Regions from separate parts of the Pan troglodytes genome. Here region 2 is linked to region 1. Evidence: chromatin contacts called from public Hi-C data. All regions are on one chromosome and are shown on one strand. The core of a region is the stretch at or near the end of the contact, and the rest is flanking DNA. Distances in the headings are between cores, read along the strand shown. Region 1 holds the start of MAP1LC3A (microtubule associated protein 1 light chain 3 alpha). Region 2 holds the start of TP53INP2 (tumor protein p53 inducible nuclear protein 2).

Evidence for each region. Hi-C and Micro-C count contacts between places; a contact is called where the count stands out from the background.
Region 2: a Hi-C map of induced pluripotent stem cells shows a contact between it and region 1, with 2.4 times the contacts expected there. The contact joins the promoter of TP53INP2 here to the promoter of MAP1LC3A in region 1. A contact is called at or near these places in 2 of 7 Hi-C or Micro-C datasets (both in induced pluripotent stem cells) and 1 of 1 datasets of contacts at active chromatin or transcription factors (stem cell-derived excitatory neurons).

Annotation. Positions count from the first base shown.
Region 1 is chr21:40,795,455-40,803,216 of NHGRI_mPanTro3-v2.0_pri, reverse strand. It overlaps MAP1LC3A (microtubule associated protein 1 light chain 3 alpha), which reads right to left and starts at 4,774. Exons shown (of 4, transcript XM_001159668.6): 1 at 4,478-4,774; 2 at 4,107-4,162; 3 at 3,917-4,023; 4 at 3,025-3,634. The coding sequence starts at 4,517. The coding sequence ends at 3,472. PIGU (phosphatidylinositol glycan anchor biosynthesis class U) reads left to right here. Exons shown (of 12, transcript NM_001280440.1): 12 at 2,391-2,819. The coding sequence ends at 2,504.
Region 2 is chr21:40,937,547-40,945,308 of NHGRI_mPanTro3-v2.0_pri, reverse strand. TP53INP2 (tumor protein p53 inducible nuclear protein 2) reads right to left here and starts at 3,362. Exons shown (of 5, transcript XM_001160082.6): 1 at 3,118-3,362; 2 at 2,156-2,272.

The DNA of each region.
Region 1 (7,762 bases), core at 3,525-6,024:
CTCGAACTCCCAACCTCAAGTGATCCGCCTGCTTCGGCCTCCCAAAGTGCTGGGATTACAGGCATGAGCCACCGCACCTCGCTGAAGTTTTATTTTTATCAATGGAATACATGTATGTAGTTTGCAAAGTTAAGGCTTATAGGGGAAAAGAACAGCTACCTAAAGTCTTACTGTTATTTCTGTTGGTACTTCTAAATAACATGCTTACTCTTCTATGTGTACTTTTTTCCGTTTTATATTAGGTTGGATCATATGAAATTGCCAGTATTCAACCATTTTTTTATCTGCAAAACTGGCAATTTCATATGGTCCAACCTAATAACCTAATCTTTTTCTTCCTGCTTCTTGTCCAGATGATTATTGTGTGACATGGAGTTGCTTCGTTTTGATTGTTGTGGATTGTGACTGCACCTGCCCCTCAGCTGACCTGGTTCAGGGATCAGCCTCTGAGCTCAGCCCCTGCTTTGGGCTCCTCCTGCCCAGATGGCATCTCGGGCCTGGGTGAGAAAGGGCTGCAGGGTATGAGGTCAGCCTTTGCTGTGATCACTGCCCCCCAGTGGGCCAGCCTGGAGCTGCCAGCTGGGCAGCTGGGGGCAGGGCCTCGGGGGCTGCCTGAGCTCTGTCTGCTTTGCTGACACTGTGACCAATCTCGTGCTCATCAGTGATCTGGGCCCCAGGCAGACCACCTTTCTGGGTCCATGGCCATTAGTCCAGTGCTCCAGGTGTAGCCTTAGGCCAACCATTGAACCCTTTGAGTCTCAGTTTCCCCATCTGTTTAAGATGAGGATTGTTCAACCTTCCAGATGGGCTTCTGTGGTGATAGAATGGCAGGTACTTGTCCTGAGGCCATCAGAGCTGCTGGTGACAGGACACCTTCCTGAACTCCTCCAGGCGCCTCTGATCTCTCCTTAGCTGCTGTTATGTTACCTTCAGGTGAGTGAGAAGCTGCCCAGGACAGGGTCTGGAGGTCTAGATCCCAGGCTTAGCTCAACCTGTCTTGCCTCAAGACCATAGCCAAGTGCTCTGTGCCTCAGTCTCCCCATCTGTGCCAGGTGGTTGGTGCCAATCCTCTGAGGCCTCGAGGTGCCTGAGAGCTGCGGCGTCTGTAGTGTGAGCCCCTGTCCCCTCATCCTTCTCTGAGGCTGGGCCCTGCCCAACCTGCTCCAGGGACCAGTGGTCTTGGGAAGCTTGGGCTGACTGGGATTGCAGACTCCGGGTCTGGTGTATAGGGCCCTTGGCAAATCCCTATTCCTTTCTGGGCCTCCTTGAAGAGACAGTGGGCTGAGCTTCTAGGCTCCCTTTGATTCTTCTGTGTGTGGCCCAGAATGGGACAGACAGACTGAGCTGGGCACAGAAATACCATAGTGACAGAACCATTAGAAGACCCTGCCCTGATGGAGGCCCCGGGCCAGGGGAGGAGGCACAGTCAGGCTGTCAGCTGAATGGAAAATTACACTTTCGATGAGTCTGTTATCGAGTAGAGATTAGTGGGGCCAAGACCTAATCTGGGGGGCAAGTGATCCTTCCTGAGCCCTGAAGAGTAAGCAGCTGTCAACTAGATGAACGGGGAGAGAACATTCCAGGCAGAAGAAACAGTAAAGATCCTGCCGTGGGGTGAGGTGGAGCCGGGAGAGGGCAGACAGGGACCCTAGCAAGGTCTCAGAGCATGAGGGAGTTCGAGCTTTGCCCTAAGGCATGGGAAGCCTTTGGAGGATTTGAAGGCTGGAAGTAACACCATCAGATGTGGGTTTTGAAACGCTCCCTCTGGCTGCCAGGGAGAATGGGGTGGGCACAGGTTTGAGAGCAGGGAGCCCAAGGACCAAGCTTTGCTGTTGTTTAGGAGATGAGATGACAGTGGCTCTGTCCAGAGTAGTGACTGTGGGGATAGATCGAAAGGGTGGATTTGAGTTTAGGGGGAATTGACAGGTCATGGTGGCTCGATGTATGAGAGAAGTGTCAGGGCAATTTTGTGGCCTGGGCACCTGGCCGGAAGATGGGGGCATGGATGCCCAGTGGGAGAAGTGTATTTGACAGAGGGAAGGTGAGGAGTTTGATGTGGACCTGGCTGGGATGGAAGTGGCTGTGGGAGGATGGGGCAGAGGCCTCTGGTTGCACAGGCACCAGGCTGGCATTCGAGGCCAGAGCCTGGGATGGAGGTGTAGACCATCGGTGGGGGCAGGGGGAGTCCAGGCAGCTTCTGAGAGGCCAGACCTTGCAGGGTCAATTATGGGCCCTGAGGTGGGGGCCCTGAGCAGGGCCTCTCCAGTGATTGTGATCCAGAGCCAGGCAGGGGTGTTCCTGTCTTCCAACACCTGCCAGCAGTTCAGGGATCCTGGGTTCAGGGGGAGGTACCCAGCAGCGCCTCACACCCTCCCTCTCTCTCCCCCCAGATCCTGCTCATCTCTGATTACTTCTATGCCTTCCTGCGGCGGGAGTACTACCTCACACATGGCCTCTACTTGACCGCCAAGGATGGCACAGAGGCCATGCTCGTGCTCAAGTAGGCCTGGCTGGCACAGGGCTGCATGGACCTCAGGGGGCTGTGGGGCCAGAAGCTGGGCCAAGCCCTCCGGCCAGAGTTGCCAGCAGGCGAGTGCTTGGGCAGAAGAGGTTCGAGTCCAGGGTCACAAGTCTCTGGTACCAAAAGGGACCCATGGCTGACAGCAAGGCCTATGGGGAAGAACTGGGAGCTCCCCAACTTGGACCCCCACTTTGTGGCTCTGCACACCAAGGAGCCCCCTCCCAGACAGGAAGGAGAAGAGGCAGGTGAGCAGGGCTTGTTAGATTGTGGCTACTTAATAAATGTTTGTTTTTTGTTATGAAGTCTACCCTGAGACCACATCTGCATTGCACTCCTAGAGGGGGTGGCCCCTAATAATGTTCTGGAACACTACACACAGGTGTGGGTTTCCAGAGCGAGCACCGCGGCCACAGAACACAAGTCTGTGCGCCAGAGCCCGGGGATGGTGCGGGCAGCCCCACCAGCACCCTCCCGACTCCCAAGCAAGCGGCTGGAGGCACAGGGCCAGGCAGGCCTGAGCAATCTTTATTCTGCAGAGGGACAATGACCACAGATCCATACACCACGTGGAGACCGAGGGGCGGGGAGCCAGGGGCCAGTCTTTCAGGGGTGGGCAGGTCCAGGCAGTGGGCAGAGCCTCGGGTGGGTGAGGGGCAGATGGGCAGACAGGCAGGGGCCTAAAAAAAAGATGAACCACACAGCAGGGGTGCTGGGAGCTGCTCCCCACCCTCCCCCATCCCACCAGCCAGCACCCAGAGGGACAACCCTAACATGACCGGCCCAGGATCCACCCAGGGGCAGAGTAGGTGGGTTGGTGCCCTCTGACTAGGGGGGCACATGCCTGCCCAGCCCACCATGGTAGAGGCAGCTCAGTTCAGGAACCAGGAGCTCCCTGGGCAGGGCCTGACCGGGGCCCCCCGACTACCAGGCCGACCCCCCCTACTGCTGGCTCAGAAGCCGAAGGTTTCCTGGGAGGCGTAGACCATGTAGAGGAAGCCGTCCTCGTCTTTCTCCTGCTCGTAGATGTCCGCGATGGGCGTGGACACACTCACCATGCTGTGCTGGTTCACCAGCAGGAAGAAGGCCTGCGTGGGGTTCAGCTGCAGGCGGCGCCTGCAGCCGGCGGGAGAGTATGCAGCTGTGAGGGGCTTGGCTGCGGGACGGACATAGCCCTGACCCCCAGAATGATTCCCAGCCTTTCACACCCATTCTCACCCCAGCTGTCACCTCTGACCCAACACCGACTGCAGCCCCGACCTTGACCTTTCCAGCCGCCCCAGAACAGGGGCCCACCGCCCAGTCCCATCACCCCTGACCCCACTCCCACCCCTTCTCGGCGGGAACCCGGCTCCCCTCCCGACCCTAGCCACCTCCTGGCGGCAGCTGCCCACGCACCGGATGATCTTGACCAACTCGCTCATGTTGACATGGTCCGGGACCAAAAACTTGGTCTTGTCCAGGACGGGCAGCTGCTTCTCACCCTTGTAGCGCTCGATGATCACCTGGGAGCAGGGCGGGCGGGCAGGGGGTCGTGTCGGGGACGCGCGAGGCGGGGGCGGGGCAGGGCTGGGGGCGCGGGACTCACCGGGATTTTGCTGGGGTGCTGGTCGCGGATCTGCTGTACCTCCTTACAGCGGTCGGCTGCGGACAGCGGCCAGACCGTGAGGCCGGGTCGGGCCCGGCCCAGGTCCGCCCCGCCTGTCCCCGAGGGGCGGCCCCCGGCCACGCCCCAGCTCCAGCCCCCGCCCCCGGGGCCATCAGGCCCCACAGCCCCTGGCACCTATCGCGGTGGGGAAGCGGGCAGCCCCCGCCCAGGCCGGAGCTGGTCCCAGCCCGAGGGTCCAGCCAGAGCCTGACGTCACGGGGCTGACGTCACCTGCGGCAGTCGGGGTCGGCCGGCGCCCCCCCCCCCCGGCACCCCTGCCCAGAGCTCGCAGCCCGCCTGCCGGGCCTCACCGAAGCTTCGCCGCTGCTTGAAAGGCCGGTCTGAGGGCATCGCGCGGGCCCGGCTGGGCGCGCAGGCCGGGGCTCTGGGGCGCGGGGATGTGTCTGCGGTTTGGGGGCTCCGGGGGCTCCGTGCCTCGCGCTCAAGGGCTCCGGGGCTCGCGCTGAGCACGGCGGCTGCGGCTGCGGGAGGTAACTCGCCCGGTGACGTCAGGTCACAACATTCCTTAAAGGGGAGGCCAGTGCGCCGCTCCCATTGGGCCGACGCACAACCCGCCCGCCCGGACCCGTGACGTCACGGCGCAGAGAGCCTGGGTCCGCGGACCGGGACGCGAGGGGCGGGGCTTCTGGGCGCGTCACAGCCCCGTGACGTCATGGGCAGCGCGGGAGCTTCTCCCGCGGCCCGAACTCAAGGTAAGGCCCGGAGGGCGGTGGGGCCGCCCTGGGCCGATGGAGCGGGCGGGCCAGGCTGCAGCCCCACGGCATCACTTCCCGCCCTCACCGAGTCTGTGTCAAGACTGACGCGGTTCTGGGCGCCGTGGGAAACAGCCGGAGCCAAAGGCCCGGCGCCTTCACGGGGCTTAGGGCGAGAGAAGGGAGAAGGTGCGGGAGGCATAGTCAGACACAGGATAGAACAAGATGCTAGAAATGAACGCCCAGGTTTGAAAAAGAATAATATAATTGAAAAGTAGAGCCATCGAAATTCAGGTCTCAGAGGATGAGGTGAGAAGGCAGAAAAGGACAACAGAAGAGAAATCGTGGACCTGGAGGCTGATCGGAAGCAGCTCACCAGAGAGACAGGTGATGGAGAATAAAAAGGAAAAGGCCACGGATGGCAACACCAGGAGAACTCGCGGGCCCGAGCAGAGCTCCAGAGGCGAACACTGAAAGACCTGCAGACAGTTCCTGAAGAAGAGCTGCCAGAAATGATGCTTAAAATCCAGAGCAGAATGCGCAGACCGAAGATCAACATTTTTTTGGGGGTGGGGAGGGGGACGAAGTCTCGTTCTATTGCCAGGCTGGAGTGCAGTGGTGCGATCTCAGCTCACTGCAACCTCTGCCTCCCGGGTTCAAGCGATTCTCCTGCCTCAGTCAGCCTCCTGAGTAGCTGGGATTACAGGCGCCTGCCACCACGCCCAGCTAATTTTTGTATTTTTAGTAGAGATGGAGTTTCACCATGTTGGCCAGGATGGTCTCGATCTCCTGACCTCGTGATCCACTCGCCTCGGCCTCCCAAAGTGCTGGGATTACAGGTGTGAGCCACCACGCCTGGCCGCCGAAATAATTTTTAAAGAATGTAGTTTAGTAACAAGGACATGGAACCCAAAAGGAAGAAATTAGATGGAAAAATGGTGAGCAAATTGGTAAACATGTGAGTGAATCTAAACAAGCATTTAATATGCAATATGAATAATAATGATTAATTTGTGGGCCACAGAAACAAGATGCATGAGACACAAGAACATGGAAGACTGAGAGGGCAATCAGAGTTAAGGTGTTCTAGGAAGTTCGATTTGAGAGGGGGATAAAGAGACTGATCATTGTCTGGCTTTGTAAAGTCAGATGTGTATTTCAGATACTTAAGAGGATCACCAAAAGAATACAAACGGAACTATAACTGCCAATGCAGAGAAAAGGGTAGTGATGGGTATTAAAACTATAATGGAAGGGAGAAAAAGGAAGCAAAGTAAAAGGGATGGTAAATATATAGTACAAAACCAGTGGTAGAAAATGTGGTTTACATTCACCTCTTAAAACACAGATGACCAGATTGGCCAAGAAAAAATAAGATGCAGCTCTATGCTATTTACAAGAGGACATTTAAAACCTAAGGGCACCAAAAAGTAAAACGATGGAAAAAGGTGTACTAGAGAAAAACTAACCAAAAGATGTACGTATAGAAAACGCAGACAAAATAGGCCTTCAGGCAGAAGACACTGGGGATAAGAGGATCAACATGAAATGATGCAAGGAGGAACTCTGTGAAGAGAGGAAAGTTCTGAACTGCTATGTTCCAGGGTTTTTGTTTTTAAGGCTGAAAATAGGCCAGACGCAGTGGCTCATGCCAGTAATCCCAGCACTTTGGGAGGCCAAGGTGGGCGGATCACTAGAGGCTGGGAATTCAAGACCAGCCTGGCCAACATGGCAAAACTCTGTCTCTACTAAAAATACAAAGATTAGCTAGCTGGGCGTGGTGGTGCACGCCTGTCATCCCAACTACTCAGGTGGCTGAGGCACAATAATTGCTTGAACCTGCTAGGCGGAGGTTGCAGTGAGCTGAGATTGCGCCACTGCCCTCCAGCCTGGGCAACAGAGTGAGACTCTGTCTCGAAAAAAAAAAAAAAAGAGGCTGAAAATATATTAAGAACACAAGGAGAAATTGCCAAGTCCTCCATCATAGGGAGACTTAAGACCTCTTTGAGTAACTAATAAACCAAACAACCAAAAAAAAAAGGACATAGAGGATGTTAATACAGTTACTAATCAAGATCAATGAACCCCAATAGAAAACCTGAGTTAATTTTTTAACTTTTAAAATTTAAATTTCAGACCTGTGTGAGACCAACACATTATTTTCAATCACACAAGGAACATTTACAAAAATGACCCAACTACTAGGGTGCACGACAAATCTCAACAGATATCAAATCTGTTTCAACCATATTCTTGGGCCACAGACAAAAGCCGCGTAAGCTCCAGCTGTGTGGAAATTTAAACCTATTCTAAATATGAAGTCATATATAAATAAAAATTATTTAGTTCAAACAAAAAATGAGGATACATATACTAAGAAAACTTGGTGGCCGGGCGCAGTGGCTCACGCCTGTAATCCCAGCACTTTGGGAGGCCAAGGCAGGCGGATCACGAGGTCAGGAGATCGAGACCATCCTGGCTAACATGGTGAAACCCTGTCTCTACTAAAAATACAAAAAATTAGCTGGGCGTGGTGGCGGGCACCTGTAGTTCCAGCTACTCGGGAGGCTGAGGTAGGAGAATGGCGTGAACCTGGGATGCGGAGCTTGCAGTAAATGGAGATCGCGCCACTGCACTCCAGCCTGGGCGACAGAGCGAGACTCCATCAAAAAAAAAAAAAAAAAGAAAACTTGGGAGGGGGGCCATAGCAGGCCAGGTGTGGTGGTTCATACCTGTAATCCCAGCACTTTGGGGGGCCCAGACTGGAGAATTGCTTGAGCCCAAGAGTTCAAGGCTGCAGTGAGCTGTGATTGCAGCTCTGCATTCCAGCCTCGGTGACAAAATAAGATCCATTTCTTTAAAAAAAAAAAAAAATCAGATTTA
Region 2 (7,762 bases), core at 2,113-4,612, 140 kb before region 1:
ACAAAGGTGGGATTGAATCCACACAATCAGATTCCAGAGGCAGCACCCAGAATCACTATATTCTATTGCCTTTTCTGGGTGTCTGTCTGAATTTGATATTTTCAATTTGGTGGCCAGGGGTCATGGTCCATGTGTATTTTTCTGGGAAAAAGGACCTTGGTTTTCATCATGATTTCCTAAACAGCAATCTTTGACCCCAGAGATTAAGAACCACTCCTGGAGCCTGTGTGGTTTGAAAAGCACTGGCCAGCAGAAATCCCATAGAACTGCTACCATCTTACCATGTGATTTGGCACACCTCGGTTGTGTCTGTCATATGAGGTGTAAAGATGGCATGCCGGCAGGCCCTCCCCCCTCTGACCCCCTTTTCCCAGGCTCCTGTTCAAGGGCAGCATCCAGGGGTAGGAGGAAGATCAGGTTGCTTGGGCTCAGGGAGACAGCAGGTCAGTGGGAGGTGATGATGGAGGGAGGGAGCTGTCAGTTTCCAGGGGCCCTTAAGGATGAGCACTGAGGGTTGGACCCAGACCGAGGTAAGCCCTTAACCAATCCTTCCCTGGGTGAAGATGAAGAGGGAGGCCCCCTACTGCAGAAATGGAAACACCAAGGTGGTAGCTCTAGATCTACCCCCTCCCCATGCCAGCCTACCTCAGGACTAGAGCTTGGCTGGGGGCTGCTGGCCATACTCCCCCAGTACCTGAAGCCTGACTGACTCTCCACACCTGTTCCCTAAAGATGCTCAACGGTTTTGCTGCTGAGACACTTGTCATCATTCTCTAAGGGTGTTTCCACACTTCCTGTAGAACTTCCTGGGGGCATGTCCAGACTTCCCTGAAGGCATTTCTCCTCTTTCTGCTAATCCACCTGCAGTATTGCCATGCTTATTGCTACCTCCCCCATTCCCTAGAAATGTTTTCACACTTGCTGCAGAATCACCTCACTTCCATACCCTGAGAATATTTCCACATCTGCAGACTCACAGTAGGCTTAAGATGCTGGCTTCCCTGGTGGGATGGGGGTGGGAGATCTACAGGGATTAAGAAGGTGGGGCCACCCCCAACTAGTGTCCACCCAGCACAATTCACGTATCCCAACCCATCTGTAGCCACAGGGAGCTAGTGACTCCATTACCAAAAGCCCAGAAAGTTTGGCCCCTCTTGAAGGAAGGGAATATCGAGGCCTTGATGAGGCACATCCTCCTTCCAAGAACCTACTACTTCATGGAATATGAAAGAGAAGTTAAGAGCTGTTTCAGGGACCATCATATTCACCCAGCCCATTTTAAAATCTGATGATCAGAAAGAACACATAAATCTATCCAAAAATACATGGCTAGATAGTGGCAGGGCAGACCTAGTCCCACGTTACTGTGCATCCAGTCCAGAGTGTACACAGTCAGGAAAGACTCAGCAAACAATCCCCAAGAATACAATGATGCAGGGGTACAGGGAGGTGGAAAAGACCTTGACCTAGCCACACCACCCCTCGCCTAGTTACAAAAGGGTCTGGGGTTACTGGCACCAAGATTTAGCATGCATTTACTGAAGACCCACTGTGTACCAGAGCCTGCACTGTGCCTCCCCAAATTTCAGATAGGTTTAGGGGACGGAGGCTCAGGGGAAAAGCTCCCTGCCTGAGGTCACACAGCAAGTCGGTGACAGCCAGGAGTGAAAGCAGCACCAGCCAGCCAGTGCCTGCCCCCTCTCCTGACCACTTGGGGAGCCTCCCAGATTTCCTTTCCCAGCCCTGCCAGCTTCCTGGTTCTCACATTCCCGGTTCTGCTCCAGGGAGAACCATTCCCTTTAATAACTACAGCAGCTCTGCCCAGAATAGCATTTGTGCCCTAAGCCACCCCTACCCCCAGCCCATCCTTGAGCAAACTCCCAGCAGGAATGGAGTTCCTGGTTCAGCCTCTAGGCCCATCCACTTGTTAAGTCAGAAACTCTCCTTATCCTATCCCTTCTCCTATACTCTCTGTGGGCAGAGGTGACGAGGGAGCAGCAAAACACCTGCAATTGTCTGCACTAGGCCAGGTCAGGCCCTTCCTAGCTGACAACCTAGGAAGTTGAGAAGGTAAAGGGCCAATAGAGGGAACCCTCACCCCACCCTCCACCCCAACATCAGCCCTGGAGACACCCCGAGGCAGCCAATGACTCACCTCTCTGTGATCCAAACAGCTGGGAGGCAGCGATTTTATTGGACTCTAGGACTTCAAGGTACAGTGAGGACAGAAGGGGTCAGGACCACAAAAGGTGAACCAATCTCCAGAGATTCCCTGGAAAAAGGTCCAGGAGTAAGGACACCTAGGAGCCTATCAAACCGTGATAAGGCTGAGCCCAAGATCGGGTCCCCAGTGGAAGGAGGATGTGTATCTTACCACTTGTACTGAGCCCCTATTATGTCTTTGCCCCTGGCTAATAATCCATCTGTCACTCAGTGAGCATGACTCTAATTGGTTATGTGACCTCGAGAGAGCTAATCCTCCTCTCTGGGCCTGTTGCCCCTTCCATGCACTGGGGTCTAAGACCCTTCATTTTGGGTCTGGGAGTGACATCAGCTAAGGCGCTGCACACAAATCAGGGATTAGGAGGATGTTATTCTGTTAGTCCCTGGGGGCGGAGTCTGGAGCCGGAGGGAGGGGATCCCACCACCATCTGGTGCTGTCCCAACCACCTGGAGTCCCATGCAGCCCTGAACTCCTGACGACCCCCTCAACCTAGGCCCAGCAGCGCCGTCTGACTCCTTCTCAGGTTGCAAAGAGAAAGTAGGGGATCAGAGGCCTGACCCCAGCCCCTGGATAAGCCTAGGAAATCGCCGATCCCCCTGCAGCCCCCTTTGGATTGCAGCGTCTCACCCAGGGCCCAGCCCCGACACAGCGGCTACCGGGTCACGGGAGGACAAGCGACCCGAGCCTGTGGGGGCGGTGCCGGCCTTGGTGACGTCTCAATGTCATATGCAAATAGAACGACGTCATGGTCTACCGGGCGTGCGGCAACCAATCGGGAGCCGGGAACGCGGCCCCGGCGGCCGCCGGCGGAGACAGACAAAGGCCCGGGCGCGGGGGGCGCAGGGCGTGTCCGTGGCAGGGGAGCCCCCAGGCCCACCCGGGTCGGGACTCACCTGGGGGCGGGAGGGGGGCGGCGCGGCGTTGAGGTAGTTGTGCGGCGGGGCGTCCCAGGGTCGCCGGCCGCTCACAGGCCGGGCCGCATCGCCGGGACTCGCGGGGGAGGCGGCGGGGCCGCGGTCGCTCCGGGCTGCTGAGCTCGCCCGCGGGGCTTTGAGTCTGTGCGGCCGCTGCGGCGGGGCTCACGGCACAAATTGGAACGTTCAAACAGCTGATTGTGACGTCACAAAGGGGCCCGCCCGCCTCGCGTCACCGGCTGGCGGGGCGGCGGCCAATCCCGGGCTGCGGATGCCCCCCTGCCCCTCCCCTCCCCTCCCCTCCCGGTTTGCGGGCCGGGCGCTCGGGCCGGGAAACGTTCTCGGAACCGGGAGGGTGAGTGTTCGGGGAGGCAGCTGCGGGGAGCTGGGAGCCCTGCGCCGCGGCGAGCTCTCCGCGAGGAGGATCTCCACTCCCTCCTACCGGCTCCTTATTTTCCTGATTCTTCCCGGATCGCAGCGCCCTCACCTCTCCCACTGCTCCCCAAATCCTTTCACTGCATCCTATATCCAAGTCCCCCGATGCGGACCCTGTTCTTGACCCACACCACGTCCGTGCACCTCCATTCTCCCCACTGCCCTTATTCCTGCTCTCCCTCCCTCCTCTGGCTCACCTCCTCAGCCTTACACACTTTCTGCTTTCCCACCCCGTTTTTCCTCAGCTCGGCGGGCTTGAGAAAAGAGGGACATCCCCAACCCCCGGTTCCCGGGGAGCATCTGGGAATGTAGAGAAGTTAGTGAAGCTGACGTGAAATTTCGCAGAGTAGGACTTGGAGAGGAATTGCCCTGGGCTGAGTAAACATTGACCTGAGACGGCTCTGCACTTGAACGTTTACATACCTTATTTAATCTATGTTGCTACCGGGGCTGTAAAGAAGTGGCAGGACAGGGACTGATTATGAGTCCTGATTTACACGTGGGAAAGCTGAGTCTCACAATCTCACTGTTAGCGTGTGAACTCATGTTCAACAATGCATTCAACATTTATTAGGCACCTACTATTGCACCACCATACCACTAGCTGACATGTATTGGCACACTTACTGTGTGCCACGACCTGTGCTATGGGTGTGTTTTTTTATCTTCACAACAACCCAAAAGGTAGATATTGTCCCGTTTTACAGTTGAGGAAACAGACTCAGAGAGCTCAAGTGACTTTCTTAGGTCACAAAAGTACAGTCAATGGCAGAGCCAGGATTTGAACCCATAGCTCCCAGCCCTGACCCTCTCCATTCTCTACATGAACCAGATGGTCTAAACCTCAGGGCGCTTCAGCCTCCCCAGAGTCCTGGCTTTCAGTCCTGACTGTGCCCTAGACTTGCTGTGTGACCTCAAGTCATGTTACCTCTCTGGGTCTCAGTTTGTCAAACAAACATATCCAGGCTTCCCTCTAGAGCTGCCATTGTAAGATTCTTCCACACTCTCTGCCCTCAGGATCCCACCCACCCCACGCTCTAGGCCCCAGCTCTCCCAGTGGCCTGGGAGATGCCCGAGAAGAGACCACAAATACGCATATCAGAATCTCCAGGGCCAGAGGTTCTAGGTCAGCAGAGCAGGGCTGGTGGGAGAGGGTCCGAGAACTGCCCACCTAGCCCAAAAGGAGGCCGGAGGTGACCTAGGCCAGAGGTTAATGCTCTAGTGATAAAACTTTTTTTTTTTTTTTTTTTGAGACAGAGTCTTGCTCTGTTGCCCAGGCTGCAGTGCAGTGGCGCGATCTCGGCTCACTGCAAGCTCCGCCTCCCGGGTTCACGCCATTCTCCTGCCTCAGCCTCCCGAGTAGCTGGGACTACAGGCGCCTGCCACCACGCCTGGCTAATTTTTTGTATTTTTTGTATTTTTGTATGTTTAGTGTTAGCCAGGATGGTCTCGGTCTCCTGACCTTGTGATCTGCCTGCCTCGGCCTCCCAAAGTGCTGGGATTACAGGCGTGAGCCACCGCACCCGGCACTCTAGTGATAAAACTCTATCCCAGCCTCATCTGAAACCCCCAAGGGACTCCTTAACCCTAGCGACAGGGGAAGAAGCCAGAAAAAAATAACCCAAGGTTGAGGGGTGGAGAGGGGAGTGGCATTGTGGCCCTTGGAGTGTTATACCCAAAGTGTCCTCATTCCATGCAACTCTGAGCCTCTGCCCATCACAGCCACTTCCTGCTAACCTCATACCCTTTCAGACCTACTTGCTGACTTTAATTAAATAATCCCTAACACGTCTCTCCTGTCAAGCCACTTGTTTGTTCTAAAACCTGATGTGGCTCCTAAAGCCCCACACTCCTAACACAGAACTCATGCCCCCCATGCTCCGGCCCCAGTTCTCTCCAGCTTCACCTCCCCTTCTCCTACACGCATCTTGTGCTAAAGTTAAACTCCTTGTTGACTCTACAGCACTCTCCCACCTCCACCCTTTTGCTCAAGCTGTTTCCCCTGCCTGGAATGCCTTCTTCAGAACTTTCTGAAATCCAGATCTTTCCTGTCTTCAAGATTCTACTTGGCCAGGTGTGGTGGCTCACACCCATAATCCCAGCACTTTGGGAGGCCAAGGCAGGAGGATTGCTTGGGGCCAGGAGTTTGAGACCAGCCTGGCCAATATAGCGAGACCACTTATCTGCAAAAAATGAGAAAATTAGCCAGATGCCATGCACCTGTAGTCCCAGCTGCTTAGGGAGGCTGAAATAAGAAGATCACTTGGGTTTAGGTTACAATGAGCTATGATCAAGCCACTGCATTCCAGCTTGGATGACAGAGCCAGACCCTGTCTCTTAAAAAAGAGAGAGAGAGAGAGGGAGAGATTCTACTCACCCTTTCTTCCTCTAGGTAGCCTTCCTTGTCCCTACCCACGAGTTGATGGCTACCTTGATGGACATTTATTTGTTCCATAAACAGTAAGTGATGATGACTCATTGTATGTGTATGTGTCTTCTCAAGTGAATGGTTGGCATCCCAAGGGCAGAGTCTTTGTCCCTATACTGCCCGCACCCAGCTTGTGGGGGTCTGGCATAGAGTAGACTTTCATCACAGGCTCAGTAGTTATAGCTTGAAGCTTAAGAAGGGTGGCTGGGGGCTGGGCGCGGTGGCTCACGCCTGTAACCCCAGCACTTTGGGAGGCTGAGGCGGGCGGATCACGAGGTCAGGAGATTGAAACCATTCTGGCTAACACGGTGAAACCCCGCCTCTACTAAAAATACAAAAAATTAGCCAGGCGTGGTGGCGGGCGCCTGTAGTCCCAGTTACTCAGGAGGCTGAGGCAGGAGAATGGCGTGAACCCGGGAGGCGGAGCTTGCAGTGAGCAGAGATCGTGCCACTGCACTCCAGCCTGGGCGACAGAGTGAGACTCCATCTCAAAAAAAAAAAAAAAAAAAAGAAGGGTGGCTGGTTCAGGAGTATACACCTGCACTCTCTACCCTGTGTGGCAATGGTCTGTTGAACACATGGTTCTGGTTCCCCAAGCCCAGAAAAGGGGGCTCTTGGCTACACTCTGGTACCTTAAGTGACCGGACTCTGTTCCCAGAATTAGCTGAACCCCATTTCTAGGCTGCTAAGTCTTTCTAGGCTGCTAAGTCAGATCTCAGTCTTCCATTTCTCTGTAGAGTCAGAGGTACCCATGGAAGTCCCCTCCTGAAACCCCTAGGACCCATTCCTCCTGTCCACTACAAAGATTTATTACCTGGGCTGGAGGAGGCCTCAGACATCAACTCATCCAAACCCCTCATTTTATAGGTGAGGAAACTGAGGTGCACTGAGGCACATGCAGGTCAAGATACTTGCTTAGAATCATACAGCAGCAAAGCTATCTACTGACCCTGGCCCCAGAAAGTGGGCTTAGTATTCTGAGACTCTGGTCTGGGCCGGCAGGCTGTAAAAAGAGGCAGCAGAGCTGGGCGCGGCAGTGCTGGCCAGTAATCATAGCACTTTGGGAGGCCAAGGCAGGAGGATTGCTTAAGCCCAGGAGTTCGATACCAGCCTGGCCAACATGGCAAAATCCTGTCTCTATTAAAAATACAAAATTTAGCTAGGTGTGGTGGCCTGCACCTGAAGACCCAGCTACTCAGGAGGCTGAGGTGGGAGGATCAATTGAGCCTGGGTGGTTGCACTTCAGCCTAGGCAACATAGGGAGACACTGTCTCAAAAAAAAAAAAAAAAAAAGGCAGTGAACATCATGCTGGGGTAACTCTGGAGTCTCATTTCCAATCAGACAGAGGGTGCCATTCCTATGCACACACATGGATAATCATGGGTATCTGTGCATACAATGAAGGCATCCATATATAAACATATACACACATGCACATGAGCTCATACTCAGAGTTACTAGGGACCCACGCCCATCTAACCCATGCCCAGGTGTGAGTACCTGCCCAATTTCATGGGCTGCAGGACTGGAGGTCAAGAGGCCACCCTTCAGGCCGGGCGCAGTGGCTCACGCCTATAATCCCAGCACTTTGGGAGGCCGAGCCAGGCAGATCACCTGAGGTCAGGAGTTCGAGACCAGCCTGGCCAACATAGTGAAACCCTGTCTCTACTAAAAAATACCAAAAAACTAGCCAGGCGTGGTGGCATGCACTTGTGGTCCCAGCTACTTGGGAGGCTGAGGCAGGAGAATTGCTTGAATAC